Linked DNA regions of Triticum aestivum: region 2 is linked to region 1. A link is a contact called in public Hi-C data. All regions are on one chromosome and are shown on one strand. Each heading gives the region's core, a stretch centred on a gene start, on an enhancer-like site or on the middle of the called end of the contact. The rest is flanking DNA. Distances are from core to core; before and after follow the strand shown.

Region 1 (3,023 bases), core at 371-2,870:
CTCGCCAATGTGTCGCGGTTCCAGCAAGCCGTTGCCCCCATTGCAGCATCACATGGTCACAATTCTAGCTAGTTGTGTCGTCGTTGCAGCTCGACACAGTGACCGATGCAACTCGTCCAAGTCATGGTTCTAGCTAGTCGCTTCATCGTTGCACCTCACCTAGTGACCGACACAGCTCGTACCAGTCATGGTTCCGGCATCTCCCATGGCAGGTTCCAGCACGCGGTAGCCATGGTCACCGCATCGTTGTCGCCCGGTTCTAGCACACGGCTCCCATGGTCACAGCATCGCTGCCGACCGGTTCTAGCACGCGGCGCCCGTGGTCACAACATCACTGCCGACCGGTTCCAGCTGTGGCGGACGCAGTCGCAGCATCGCCGCTCACCGGTCCCAGCATGCGGCTATCTCGGTTCTAGCACATGACTGTCGTATGCACCACCCATCGCAACATCCCTCGCGCCCCACTATTGTAGTACGCGACAACCATGGTCGTAGCTCAAAGTCGTCGTGGTCCCAGCATGTGCTCGTTGTGGTCGTAGCACGTGCTCGTCGTGGTTGAGCATGCGGCCGCCGTAGGCCACCGGCGACACAACATCCACCACCACCATCAAAAGCACAAGATCGTCATCTGCAACACCTGCAGTTGCCTCCCCCCTGATTGTGCGCACGTACGGTAGCGGGGGGTGTGTTAGTGTGGTTGAAGGGAATCAGGTGTGTTGTGGGTTGAGGGGGGGTTGTAGATGCGTTGGGTTCCAACCGATAAGGATGAAGGCAACAGAGAAGGATGGGAGGGGTGAGGGTGACCCGTGTGGCCATGTGGAAAGTGAGTCACTGTCCCGAGCAAACTGCGTAAAACGAAGCCGATCAACCGACTCAGAACATTTTTTACAAGGAGTGCAAAACTAGTGCTCCTCTTCCTTGGGTTTGCATGCGAAGTAGATGTTTTTATTTATTTGAGGGAACGTGTGAAGCAGATATTTTTATTTATTTGAGGGAATGTGCGAAGCACATCATGAGATATGGGTCGTGCCACCTTATGGTTGATTGTCTTGTGCTAAAGTGGTTCCAATTTTTATGACTGCAGGACATGGTTGTGATGTCACTTAAATTTGGGACTCCAATCCGTGGCGACCGTTCTCTAGGAATAGGAATGATGGCAAGCGCGGCCCCCGGATGGCAATTTGCATGGCTGGCCGGCTGGGGGTGGCTTTTTCAAAACTGTCATGGCATTTTGTTTAAATTGTGGGATGTTCTGGGCAAAAACTGCCACTGTCAGATCTAAATCTGACGGCTTTGAGGCTTTTGCCAGGATTTGATACGGCCAGCAAACGTCAAATAACATTACAGTAAATTTGTTATTAAGAACTACTAGGAGTATGAGTTGCCGTCACTTTTGAGTACGGGTTTGATGTGGCTTGAGAGCCTCCCCAATATATGACCGGTCTCGTGGTTGACGTTTAGCGTGACATGTAAAAGGGTTGCCATCGCCAGTTTGCCACTTTGGCTTGTGCTTGTGAACCCTGTGGCGTCAGTCTGCTCCAGACAATAAATAAAAGTGAAAGGGCAATATGGTCCAAGGGCATCGCCGTAAAATACCTCTGCAAGCTTGGCCTGCCATCAGAATAAATGCAAGCCAGCCTCGCTCGAACTCCTCGAGCCACCCAAACTCTCGAGAAAAAACAGACGGCAAGAGAGGAAAGAAACGCCCTCCTTCCTAACTTCCCCAGCCATCTCCTCCCGTCCTGCCTGCGCGTGCGCATTTTCACACTAAACCCCCAATCCAACCTGCCGCGGCTCGTCGCAGATCGGCAGAGCAGTCCACCGCCGCCGCGGAGGTGTGTTCTCCTCCCGAATCCCGGTTTCTTCATCTCCCTCCTCCTTCTTCCTTACTGATTCTGCACGCCCAATCCGTAAGCTTTGTTCCCTTTGCTTGTTTGGATCGTCGGGCTGTTGGTTTGGCGGCGAGGGGTGATGGGTTTTGGGGAGGTTTGGGTTGGACCGAGGGCAGGGAGTTGGTAAGGATTTTTAGTCGTTCAGGATTCATGGGGGAGAGAGAGACGATAATCTCTCCCGTTATTTCCTGAATTAGGTGCTTGTTCTGCTGGTGGTACTGCTCGGTAGCCGTGGATAGAGCATTTAAACAGTAAGTAATATTTTGGATTTCGAATATCCAATACTAAGTTTAGTTCCTGTGATGGAGACCCTGAAATTTTATCCGGGGATATTCAGGCCAGACCAGCCTTTCTCCTCCTACATCCACCACTTGGGGTTCTTTTTACCTGCCCCGATTAATAGTATGGTAAGTAGATACTTGATACTTTAGAGTCACGGCTAAGTCGGTTGATTGCTAAGGAACGCATTTGCACTCAATAATAGGGGTGAATTCTGATTTGTGGTGTTGGAGATAAGAATAGTGTATCATCAGTCCTTTGTACCATGTGCTCTCCATGATCTAGGTCACAGATGACGTGATCATATTGTGCGGAACAAGAGCAAGATGGGTTTCCGTTTTTGGTGATCTAGTGGATGACTTGCACTTGCGATCATTGAACTGGGCTAGCCAACATATTGATCAATTTGTTTCCCAAATTGCTTTGGATCATTAGACATGTGGATTTTTACCATGTTTGCGTGTTAACCAAATAGCACAAAGTTGTGTTGGGATTAACGGAGTTTAAAGTTTTATAAAATGTGTTGAATTATTGGGTGCATCCATTTTCCCCATATTTGCATGGTAACCAAAATTCTACAAAGATGCGTTTGGATCAGTGATTTCTAGTTTTTTAAAGCATGATTGCTTATGGATGTTACTAACCACTAAGAGATGTATAACTTCAGTTATCAATTTTAACAGAGAATCGCTCCATTTGCCCATTTGTCTTACATCCTCTTTGATGCTTTCAGGTGGTGATCATTCTTTTTATCAGGAGGTGTACATCTGCTTGGCCTCTGGCAGTAGCTGCAGTTACCAACAGTCGAGAGTTCTCATGGCCAAGTCTCATGAGACGACGAGTAGGAAACCT
Region 2 (3,023 bases), core at 144-2,643, 330 kb before region 1:
CCGACTCAAACCCCCGGGCGAGCCTCCCGATCACTAACCTGTCACAAAATTTTGACCCAGACGGGCGTCTCAAACGGACCTCAAACGCCCGGGGTGACCGGCACCCCTCATATGGTGCCCAAATATGAGTCGTATATGGGGCGCCCGGGCGCGTCAGCCACGCCGGACTAACGACGGGGTCCTACGCAGCATTACCCCGGAAATCAAGCGGTCCGAAACTTGTCTCCTTCGTCGGACGGATGTCACCACTTGGTGCAGCTCCGGCCGGCCGCGTAGTGCCTAGCCCGGTTATTTAAGCCGATCGCCGACACTGAAACCCTACCCCTTCATATTTTCCTCCGCCCATCCGCCGACGCCGCCACTTTCCACTCTCCGTCCGCCACTACTAGTAGCCATGCCCCCACACCGGTGGATAAGGGGCTACCTATTTCTAACGCCGGAGCGCCGGCTACAACTCCTTGAGCAGATCCGGGCAAGGCGTGAAGCCCGAATCACCGCGGGGCTACCTCCGGAGGCAGTGGATCCGGATGAGTAGCTGGAGGAGAATGTGGGGGACGCTGGGACGCGGATCTGCACGCGGAGCAGCAGACCATCCTTGATTCCCTTTGCTCGGAGTCGGATGTGGAGGCCAGACGCCGCCGCTGGCAGGAGATGAAGGCGCAACATGCCGCGGAGGAGAAGGAGATGCTCGCCTACATGGATGAGGTCGAGCAGGAGGAGAATGAGCCGGAGCCCTCCTACATGTCCGTCCATCCGGCACCGACGTTATGGATATCTCCGACGACGAAAATTAGTTAGGATAGTACGTAGGATGTAGTACGCAGCATTTATTTTGCATGCCTTTTATAAATTTAGGGGTAGCTAATTTGAGACGTGACCGATCACTATCTACAGACACGTCCGGTCACGTCCACGGACGTTTGAGATATCGGATTTGCCTTTTTTTTTAAGGCAAAGATATCGGATTTGCTGCAGATGCTCTAAAGGCCGGAGCGTCGTGGTCTCCTGCGTGACGAGAAGGTGGCCCAGCCCATTCCGAAAACAACCCATATTGGTTGGAGCTCAAAGCATGGCCCGCCTGAGCATGTGAGATAGATATAGATGTTCCTACCCCTCAAAAAGAAAAGATATAGATGTTCCTAAAACAAAGTAAGATAGATATAGATAATTCAAAGTTTCAAAACAAACGATATAGATAATTCAAAGGAGCGGCATGACGTAACTAAAGACCGTCTAACTGCTGCACGCCAACGGAACGATGGCAACTCGGTCGCCGCTTTCTGTTTGCCGTTTACATGGCAGTTTCAGCTTGTGGTCGGCGTCGAACCCGGCCGACCGGTGGCCGACGATATGGGCCACAAGCTTAAAGCGGCGGGAATGTATGTAGGAACCCCATCAAAAAAGGGCATTCGGGCAGCGTCATACCAACTATCTTTGTCATGGCCGGCCGACGTGCTCAACGCGGCGCCCACCGTATCATGTGGCAGCAACGTTGCTCTTGGCTGGTCGTAGGTTTCACTGGTCGTTTTGTTTCGTTTTGGTTTTCCAGCGCGGAGCGCACTAAAGCTCCAACGCAAGAGGAGTGGCCACGGACCCTCGCATCCGTACAGCCACTCACCAAACCACCGGCTCGGGCCGCCCGCATGCATGTAACCTCGATCGCTTGTTGTATCCAAGAACAAAAAGCTTTGCTTGCAAGAGGCTTTTGAGCACACCAAGGGTGCCCGACACGCTAGGGCTGGACGCCGATGCATCCTAGCTCAACCGTCACCACAACATATTACTCCTGTAAGAGCATCTACGGCCGGGCGCTTTAAACCCACCTCATTTGTTCGGGTGGACCCTCTTATCACCGTCCCGGTCGTGAAACTTTGACCCAGACGAGCTTCTTAAACGAGTCTCAAACGCTCGGGCTGACTGGCATCCCTCATATCTAACCCAAATATGAGGTGGATATGGTCGCGCCTTGGCACACCCGCCACATCGGACCCGACGACCCGATTCCACCGCAAACTGCATCAAATTCACTAAACCCTTCCTCCTCCTCCTGCTGCCCTCCAACCTTTCCTGCGCCCGAACCCTCGCTGTCCTCCACCCTTACTCCCCATCCTCATCACCGGTCCCGATCCACCGCAGGAGATGTCGTCCATCCCGTCCCCGACCTCCGAGACGAGATGCGACCCACCTCGTCAGTCGGCGTTCCTTCGTTGGCTCTGACTTGCAAGGCGGAGAACATTGCCCGGAAGTTGCGGCGACGCTGACAGCGAGAGAGGGAGGTGGCGGCGGCATCGCAGGGAGGTTCGAAATGGTGGAGCAACTGTCTCCTCCGCCGCGCCCGGACCCCGCACCCTTTCCATCCGAGCGCTGATCCGAATTACGCCGTCCGACCCCGTTGGGACAGAGGAGGATTCGACGGCCGGCTGGGCCATTCTGGAGAGCTTTCAGCCCATGCAGATGCCGGCGGTCGACGTATGTGACTCGCCGCAGCTTGTTTGGGCGCGGATGAGCACGGGCACCGGCAGCGCCCGAGCTGCCCTCGACATGTAGGGAGTACGAGGAGGCAAGGGCGTCTGCAACACGGATGCAGGTGGAGGAGGCAGCCCGGATGCAGGCAGAGCAGGACGAGCAGGACGTATTCCGCCTGGAGCACGTCGCATTCCGCTCGGAGCAGGCGCCCGGCCAGTGATCCGAAGGCATCCGTCAAGCTCGACATTGAATTCATTTCGGCCATGTCCGGTTTGTTGAACTATGATTTGTTTTGCTTTGTTTTGAACCGTTGAATTCAAACAAAGCTTCATTTTGAACTGCTGAATTCAAACAATTTGTATTATATGGTCGACGTGCATGGATTGTATGGATTTGATGATCGACATTTAAGGTATGTGGGGCACAACATATGAGAGGCCGGCGGGCGCTGTATGTAGACGCGCCCGAACGCGCTCGCGGGCGTACAGGGGCCGGATTTGCCAAGTCGAGTCGTAGATGCTCTAAAGTTATCAGAGTATCCGCCATCCGGAGCATCC

The links. Hi-C and Micro-C count contacts between places; a contact is called where the count stands out from the background.
Region 2: a contact with region 1 is called in a Hi-C map of leaf, with 4 times the contacts expected there. The contact joins the enhancer-like site here to the promoter of LOC123169781 in region 1. A contact is called at or near these places in 2 of 5 Hi-C or Micro-C datasets (both in leaf).

What each region holds. Positions count from the first base shown.
Region 1 is chr7D:374,976,833-374,979,855 of IWGSC CS RefSeq v2.1, reverse strand. It overlaps LOC123169781 (putative glycerol-3-phosphate transporter 1), which reads left to right and starts at 1,620. Exons shown (of 3, transcript XM_044587646.1): 1 at 1,620-1,835; 2 at 2,905-3,023. The coding sequence starts at 2,988.
Region 2 is chr7D:375,304,686-375,307,708 of IWGSC CS RefSeq v2.1, reverse strand. No RefSeq gene overlaps it. Among protein-coding and RNA genes, the nearest start is that of LOC123169781, 330 kb to the right of the region's middle. Within about 2 kb of position 1,393, at least 1 of the 8 cell types and tissues checked has an H3K27ac peak or open chromatin away from gene starts, as enhancers often do. A contact at or near this core is called in leaf, where this site is marked.